3 separate regions of the Mus musculus genome follow, and all the other regions are linked to region 3. The links are chromatin contacts, called in public promoter capture Hi-C maps. All regions are on one chromosome and are shown on one strand. Each heading gives the region's core, a stretch centred on a gene start, on an enhancer-like site or on the middle of the called end of the contact. The rest is flanking DNA. Distances are from core to core; before and after follow the strand shown.

Region 1 (2,700 bases), core at 10-2,509, 1.1 Mb before region 3:
CTCAGTCTCACCTTGAACTCGCAATTCTGTCTTAGCTTTCCAAGTGCTGGGGTTACAAGTGTGCACCGCCATGCTCAGCGCACATGATTTTTACATAGTTCTTCTGGCTTTAGAGTTCTCTACTATAACCTATTAATCAACCACATACCTGCATTTTCTTGCTCATTGGCTGGATTCTGTGTTGCCTGGACCTCTGGAAGAGCAGCCACTGGTCTGAATGAAAATACAACCAGACGTGAGAGGCAAGGCCAGCTGTTTTTCAACTCGAAGATAAAAACAACTGTTCATAATCTGCCATATACCCCATCAGTTATTTAAAACAACTACCAAGAACATAAGCATAAAGCACTTTAAAGTTTGTTATTTATTATTGGGGTGTATGTATGCCCAGGTGTTGAACAGTTCCTTCCACTGTGAGATTCAGGAATCAGCGGATTTTTAAATGTTTAGTGTGTGTAGGTGTCCTGTGACTGTGTGGGTGCCCACAGCAGCTGGGGATGCACTAGATCCGAGCACGGATCGTTAGATCTGTTAGCTGGAGATGTAACTAGATTGATCCTGTTAGAACTGGAAGCATCCTAATTACTTTGCCATTTCTCCAGCCTTAAGACCATCCTTTATGAAATTTCTTCCCAAATGTTGGCAAAAAGTAGCTGATTGCGTCTGTGGACTCTATCGCTGAAATTCTCCTCCTGATCTTACAGTAGAAAAACTACAAAGCCACTTCTCAGTGCTATACAATTTAAGTTAGGTGGCTTAACTGAGAACACAGCTCAGCTGCACCAGCCAGTATACCCTCTATTTTCACTTTTTCCAGTTTAATAACTCCCGAAACAGTCCAAGTACATACTACTAATATGTATGAAGCCAACTACGTAATGTAGATCATACAACAGCACTAGAAGCAGCAAAGAGACACTTGGAACACAGCATGCATGCATGTCAGCCCAGGGAGTTATATAAACCAATTAAGTGCAAAAACAAAAACAGTGAGTATGCAAGCATCCATGTAATATAAAAGTACGTTCACGTTTACAAAGAGTACACATAGAAATATCTGCAGAATAAAATCAAACTATGGGGCTGGAGAGATGGCTCAGTGGCTAAGAGGTTAGCCTGCCTAAGCTTCCCCAGTTCTGGGATTCAAAACATCCATACCATGTGATGCCTGTCAAGAACATGCTTGACAACAAACCCAATGCAAGTAGGCTTCAGGAGGAAGCCTATCTACACGTGGTAACCAGTCATCTGCAGCTCACCCTGCCGGCTGCCCACACTCCTTCTGCGATGGCTGCTCCACTCCAGCTGCATCCTGCTGCTCCCTGTTCGCTCTAGGAGTCCTACAAGAAAGAACTGGATCTTTTCAAGCCACTATCAGCAAAGACACATTGGACAGATAAAGTTCAAAAGCCTGCAACAGTAACTATGGTCACAGAAGCTAGTAAGGGGCACAGGGAAAGGGAAGCGTCCTCTATGCTTTATATATGGTATACTTCCAATGAGCTGTTAAAACAGAGAGGGCTCCATGACACTCCACAGTAGGAGCCCTCGTCCCTCTGACAGGACTATCATCCCCTCACCCACTTCTACCCCCTGAACCACAGCAGAGCAGAAGCAGGTCCAAGGATGAGCACTGTGTCTGACATCAAAGCGAAGGGCAATCAGTGCTGCAGTTCCCGTCAAACTGTGCACTAAGCTAGTCTTAGCACCGCCGATCACGACCGAAAGCCTAAGTGACAAGAATTCTCGAGCACCACGAGAGCACCTTGCGAGCCACTGCGTGACACCCAGAGCACACAAGCCCACAGCTGCAGAATTAAGCTGCACATCACTTACCGTGTCACTGAGGGCTGGGGTGCGGGGTCGGTGTCTCGGTGTGGAATGTGTGCTTCAGAACTGGTCCGCAAATGGGAAACTTTGTGCTTCTTGCCGCTCCCCTTGTCTAGGGGCAGCTGAATCCGTTTGGCTTTTGGTTTTGGTTTAGTGGGACCTGGCACTGAGGAACTTCCTGACTGCTGTCCAGAGGATGGGGAGCTCCCTGGAGAGGCGGAGCTGGCTGGCTTAGCTGAGGGTAAAGTCTTGTTTTGCTCCAGCCTCACACCGTTAGGAGCTTCTGCTGTCTGGGTGAAGTTGGACGGCTGGGTCCCCGGAGCAGAATCGGGATCCCGGTCCCGCTGTGAAGTCAGGGTACCGGTTTTGCCAGCTAGGAGCTGGTTTCCTCGCTGTAGCTTATAGTGTTCTTCGGCCTCCCCAGGAGGGGATGCAGCTGTCATGCCTGCAGTCTGAGAAGAGGGGAGCACACAGATACTAGATGCTGCTGTCATTGCAGCAGCAGAGGGAGTCTGTGATGTCCCCAGCTGGGGGAACATTCCTGAACTTGGTGGTAAAGCCACAGGCTGGTCCTGAATGCCCAGGCTCTGGTGGCTGGCTTTGATTAGAAGATGGCTTATTGAGCCAATATCTGGGGTCCCAAGCAACCTCTGGTTGGCTAAGGTGACATGACCTGGAACTGATGTGCTACTTGTAGGGGCTGCTGTAGTTTGCATGGATACCACATTCAGGACGGACGAACCGGATGCCAAGGCAGACACAGGCCCAGATGTCAGGTGGCTAGTATCCTGGCTTATCGTTGATGAGCCCGCTGCTGTGGCAGCGGTTCCGCCCACACTCTGTGGTGGTAACAGGGGTGCCTGTTCAAAA
Region 2 (2,700 bases), core at 91-2,590, 1.0 Mb before region 3:
GCACTCTGACTAGAGAAGGTGGCATAGAAGTATTGCCAAGTTCCCTTAAACTGAGAAGGAAACACTATCAAACACTTCGAGAATAGTTTTTAAGTTTCTCTAGTTTTATGCCCAGTATAACAGAACCAACTGTCAAATAAACACAGAAACTGTTGTGATCCCAGTAAGTTAGGAAGCTGAAGCAGGAAGACAGGCAGGCCTAGGCAGTGCAGGAAGATTCTGCCTCAGTGCGGGGTATGGGCTGCTAACTGCGGAAGCAGGAGGGCCAGGAAGAGTTCAGTCTCCTGGTGTGGAGGTGACGCCTTCAGTCCCAGCACTCGGGAGGCAGAAGCCAGGCAGAAGCCAGGCAGGCCGTCGCAGAATTCCAGGCCAGTCTGGGTTACATGAGATCCTGTCTTTAAAACAAAACAAACAAACAAAAAACAAACAAACAAAAACATGCTTCAAAAGAAAAACAAATCAATAACTCAGTAGTTAAATGTTTATCACCTTGTATAAAACCTGGGATCCCCACATTTCCAAGAAATCAGTGACAAGTGCTGGAGTCTCAGCCCTTGACAAGCTACCCCTCCCCCCAGGTTATTATCTAAGTTCTTTTTTAAAGTTCAGCTTAAAATATAACATGAATGTAAGTACTAAAATAATTATAGCACTTTGCAAGATACTTTGGGAATTGACAATCTGAAGGTTGAAGCTCTTAATTCTGTTACTAGTTTTCATAATGACAGTCTTGCTTTAAAAAGAGAAGAAAAGGAAAAAAAAAAAGTAACTGAACTAACATCAGTGTCTTGTGAAGTGGCCAGCGGGGGTGAGAGCCGATTCTCTCTGATGGCAGGTGCATCCAGGGGACAGTTGGCTGTCTGAATGCACCACAGGAGGAGAGACTGAAGCTCTTTTACATATGATCTCCGACTGTTGTTGAAAAAAAAACATTAACAGGGAAAGGTCACCCAGGATTAAAGAGTGCAAAGACTGTAACACACTGTTCTTCAGTAACAATAGGAGGCCACACTTCAATCTACAAAAAAAGGACTCTAGTTTCCAAGCTTTTAATTCAGTTCTACCTAGCCACTGTCACCCGAGGACCATAACTGCTATATACCTTAACAGGAGGAGACAGCGCCCTTCAAACCCACTCCACGTCAACAAGAACAAGAAACAAAGATGCCCAAGAGAGCTAAGCAAATGAGCCAGGTGAATTCACCCAACCTGCTTCAGAAAGAGGAAGTCATAACGGAGCTCATCTGTCTTTAAAAGCAAACCAGTGGGCTGCGCACCAGCTCAGACAGTAGGCTATTCAGATCCTTGGCTGTGGCCCAAATTACTTCACAGAATCATTAAAAACAAATAATCAAGGCTGAGCATGGGGCACAGGCCTGTAATTCCAGCACCTGGAGGCAGAGGCAAGAGAGGCAGGAGTTCAAGGCCATCCTCAGTTACACAGCAAGTTCAAGGGTACGTGAGAACTTTTCTCAGGAAAACAAGGAAATCAAGTGCTATTCCAGCCTCCCCAGTTTCCAAGTCTCAACTGGCTTATCTGTTTATCAAAGAAAAAGAAATGAGCCCGAGTAACAGGCACACTGCAGAAAATTGTTAAGAATCACAGGGGGTGGGGGGAGAGTTAGTCTTCTCTCTCAGGGAACCAGATCTGTAGTCTGGAATAGTAAACAAACACTAAGTTCACTTTGAATGATGGTTCTTCTCGTTGTAAGAGGACTTGGCTCCTTACCACCTTGAAGCAGTTACCTTCATTTAAGTTATATCCTAATTCAAGTTTAGGGGTGTTTGTTTGTTTTTTGCTCCCCTCCTCCCTCCCTCTTTTTTTTTTTTTCTTTTTTCCTTCTGAGATAAAGGTCTTGGGATGTAGTCCTGGCTGGCCTGCTACTCACTAAGCAGCGATTCTCTTGGCTCGCCCTCCCAAGTGCAGGGGCTGCAGGCAGAGCTGCCATGCCTGGCTCTCAAGTGCATGCTTCCACTGTAAGAGTTCAGTTCTCTCCTGGTTTGTTCTCAAGATGCAAAATCAAGTTTCATCTTTCCTTTTAGGACTACGGGCTACTGAATGACCAATAGCAAGTTGGGTATCACTGAGAAAGCCACAACTTCCTTCCCTCTAAAACAAACAGGGCCATCTCACCGCAAAGGCAGTGTGAAGAATAACATGAACATCCCATTTAGGAAAGCAACAAGGCTTCCAAGGTCTCTGTCAGTTCATTATCTTTTAGGACATAATGGTCAAATAATATAGTTGGAGAACTCATGGTCTATTGATAACTATTTCATGTTTGGAAGCTTACTATCAAGTTCTGAGAAGCCCATATTAGATGGCATTAACTACTTTTTAAAGAAAGTCCCTGGTATTTTTTAAAGTGCTCTGATACTGGAGTCTTTCAAGAAGAAGAGAGAATGCAATTGGAATGCACTGTGAATTTCAAAAAAAATTACTGAGGAGGAGGAGGAAGAGGAGGAAGAGGAGGAAGAGGAGGAGGAGGAGGGAGGGAGAGAGAGAGAATATGAACAGACCAACGGGTATGGCATGCCTATGATTCCAGTACTTGGGAGGCAGAAGCAGGTAGATCTCTGTGAATACAAGGCCAGCCTGGTCTCAAAAACAAAAACAAAATCAAGAAGAACAGAGAAAGTAAGAGGGAATTCCACGTTTCTGTCTTCTCCCTTCTGTGAGTGAGGACCAGCATGGTTAGC
Region 3 (2,700 bases), core at 188-2,687:
GGAGATGTTGAAAAACATGGTAACTCAAGTAAGGGAACCCAAGAAGACGGTTTTTTACATTTTTATTTTTAAGAGCATCTTTTTTGCTGCAAAATAAACTCGGCCTTCTATGGTAACAAGAAAAACTAGGTGGTAAAAGTAGGATTAGTTCCCATTCCTGCTTTTATTTTGACAGCATCCCATGAATAGAATATCTCTGAACCCAGAAGAATGCACAAGAGCAGATACCGAGTCGGGCTGAATCAATAGTCACAGCTCAGTGCCTCAGTTTCCTCTCATAATAAAAAGCTCCTAGGTGAAAATGGGCCCTGAAACGCCATTATTGCATCTCGGATGCAATCAGTCTGCCTACAATAGGGTCGAGATCATTGCCTCCAACAGGGAACAAGGTCTGGGTCACCGATGCCCAGTAAACGAAAACCTTAGGGCAAGGGTCATACGTGAAACTCCGCAGCTAGAGCCCCAAACGAGAGGGATGGGGGGTGGGGTCGCACATCTGGCTCAAGAGCCCAGTGTGCCCAAGGGAATCCCGCAAGGCAGTGATGGTCACCAGTCAGGCGGCGACGCAGAAGGGGACAATGGGGGGAAGCTGCGCCGGGTGGTCACCGCCACTCTTCACAGGGAGCTGCCGCTACGCTGGCCCTTGGCACTGGCCAGCGCCACCTCCACCCCTTCCCCTCCGTCCTCACCGGCCGCCAGCTCCCGTCCCACTCCCAGGCCGGGCTCCCGCCCCTGTCCCCGCCGCCCCCTCCCCGCCGCCCCCTCCTCCTCCGCCGCGCCCCCCTAGTCCCGCCGTCCCGACCCGCGCGCGCCGCCCCGCACACACCTCCCGCGCCGCGCCCCCGGGGAGCCAAGCGGGGGGGAGGGAAGGGACGCACCTGAGCGGGCGGAGCGGGGGAGGGGGCGGCCAAGCCTGGGGGAGGGGTCGAGCGCTGGCCCGCGCGCGGCACCTCCCACTTCCGGCGGCGCGAGCGCAAGGGGGCGAGGCCGGGGCGGCGAGAGGAGCGGAACCCGCGGGGTGAGCGGCCGCCACCGACGGCGCCCTCTGGCGGCAGGCGCGGACAGCGACCGGACAACGGAGCCGCTGAGGGGACCAGCCCTGAGACCCAAGCGGAGCCCGAGGGACACGCGGGCCAGAGAGACGGCGGCCGGATGGAGGCGAGAGCCTCTCTGAGGAGTTTATGGGGAAGAGTCAAGGCTATGGCAGTCCGACGGAGAAGAGCCGCGAGGGGTGTTTAGAGGTCGGAACCGGGATGGTCCTTACAGAGGACGCCATGAAGGACGAGGGCCCTGTGGCGGAGGGGGTCCTGTGGCGGAGGACACGAGGATTCGAGGCGCCGGAACTCCCACAGCCCTCACGGGCCTGTGACAGAAGCTGTCGGCGGAGCGCCCGGAGCTCGGCCCGCTGGTCAAGAGGCCGCAGGCCCAGCCGCTGATTGGCTGCGGCGCCGGGCGGAAGTGATGTCGCTGTCAGTGGCGCCTCCGGCTCCGGGGAAGCCGAGAGTTTCCGTAGGGTGGGGGCTGCGGCGGCAGCAGCAGCAGCGACAGTAGCAACAGAGGCTGTGGGTGAGTCGGGAAGAAATGTAGTGGAGGCTGGACCTCGGATATACGGGGGACCATGGACCGGGGCTGGTCGGCGTCTGCGGAGGAGGTCCTTCGCTGAGGGCACCTTGGGTCCTGGCGTGGGCGACCCCAGAGGGACCGGGTCTCCGGGTCGTAGGTTCCGGACAGCATCGGTCCTAAGGAGAGAGAGGCACATTGCACGGAGCAGCTGAGTCCGCGTGGGAGTGGGGGCATCAGAAAACTCACTCTGTACAGACCCTGGTTCCTGTGAGTGGGGAGGCGGGGCTTGAAGGACGGTGGTTTAAGAGCAGAATCTTGAGCAGGAAAGGTGCCCGTCTACCTTAGTTGAGGGTGATGGGAGTCTATTTTCAGAAAGTGCTTAAGATTTCTTGCTCAGAGGTCTGAGAATAAGTGCTGCTGTGCCTCTGGACCACAGGGAGAAAAAAACAAACAAACAAACAAAACAAAACAAAAACAAAACTCGGTTTCTCTTCCAGAAATCTCTGTTGGAACCTACAGAGATTGTAGGAGCCTGCCTGAGTGGATGGCTGCTATCAAACCAGACTTTGGATTTACTTATATGCAGACTAGGGAAGACACCTGGGTATCTTGGGCCAAATTGAAGCAGCCCCAGGGGCAGGAAGAATGTAATAGGAAATATGCCATGGAACTTAAGGACATGGTGGCCCACACCTATAATAACAGCAGTAAAGGGGTGGAAGCAAGAGTTCTCAGCCAACCTTTATTATATAAAGAAAGCTTGTTTAAGCCGGATGTTGGTGGCACACACCTTTGTTATCCCAGCACTCTGGAAGCGGAAGCAGGCTGGCTCTCTTGAGTTCCAGGCCAGCCTGGTATACAGAGGAAGGGAGGTCCAAGGAGTCTTTGGTAAAACAGTCTTTCCAGAATGTTTTAAGTCGGTACCATCCAAGTGTATGTCTGGACACCAAGACTGCTGCAGTGTGGGCTTGGTAGACAGTAGTGAGTTTTAAATGAGCTCAAGACCCCACATGTGCCTTGTTCCTGCCCCCACAGTTGCTCGAAAGTTCTAATTTGGTGGGGTTTTTTCCCCTTTGAGTGGTTGAAGACAGGGCTGGAGCCTGTGCCCTCACTGAAAATCCAACTTGGTGAGACGGG

What was found. Promoter capture Hi-C pulls out the DNA fragments that hold promoters and counts their contacts.
Region 1: a contact with region 3 is called in a promoter capture Hi-C map of hippocampal neurons, with 3 times the contacts expected there. The contact joins the enhancer-like site here to the promoter of Rnf214 in region 3. A contact is called at or near these places in 5 of 39 promoter capture datasets (cranial neural crest, embryonic stem cells, hippocampal neurons and 2 more).
Region 2: a contact with region 3 is called in a promoter capture Hi-C map of pre-B cells, with 2.8 times the contacts expected there. The contact joins the enhancer-like site here to the promoter of Rnf214 in region 3. A contact is called at or near these places in 4 of 39 promoter capture datasets (cranial neural crest, hematopoietic stem and progenitor cells, hippocampal neurons and 1 more), 1 of 115 datasets of contacts at active chromatin or transcription factors (large pre-B cells) and 2 of 9 other capture datasets (adipose tissue and embryonic stem cells).

The regions. Positions count from the first base shown.
Region 1 is chr9:44,816,447-44,819,146 of GRCm38.p6, forward strand. It overlaps Kmt2a (lysine (K)-specific methyltransferase 2A), which reads right to left. Exons shown (of 36, transcript NM_001357549.2): 27 at 1,837-2,700; 28 at 1,260-1,340; 29 at 149-213. Among named protein-coding and RNA genes, the nearest start is that of Ttc36, 15 kb to the left of the region's middle. Within about 2 kb of position 1,260, at least 5 of the 459 cell types and tissues checked have an H3K27ac peak or open chromatin away from gene starts, as enhancers often do. A contact at or near this core is called in hippocampal neurons, where this site is marked.
Region 2 is chr9:44,865,766-44,868,465 of GRCm38.p6, forward strand. All of the region lies in intron 1 of Kmt2a (lysine (K)-specific methyltransferase 2A), which reads right to left. It overlaps Gm39326 (a long non-coding RNA gene), which reads left to right. Exons shown (of 4, transcript XR_870694.3): 1 at 1-2,700. Among named protein-coding and RNA genes, the nearest start is that of Gm39326, 12 kb to the left of the region's middle. Within about 2 kb of position 1,341, at least 69 of the 459 cell types and tissues checked have an H3K27ac peak or open chromatin away from gene starts, as enhancers often do. A contact at or near this core is called in adipose tissue and pre-B cells, where this site is marked.
Region 3 is chr9:45,905,474-45,908,173 of GRCm38.p6, forward strand. It overlaps Rnf214 (ring finger protein 214), which reads right to left and starts at 1,438. Exons shown (of 14, transcript NM_178709.5): 1 at 879-1,438. Pcsk7 (proprotein convertase subtilisin/kexin type 7) reads left to right here and starts at 1,096. Exons shown (of 17, transcript NM_008794.2): 1 at 1,096-1,566.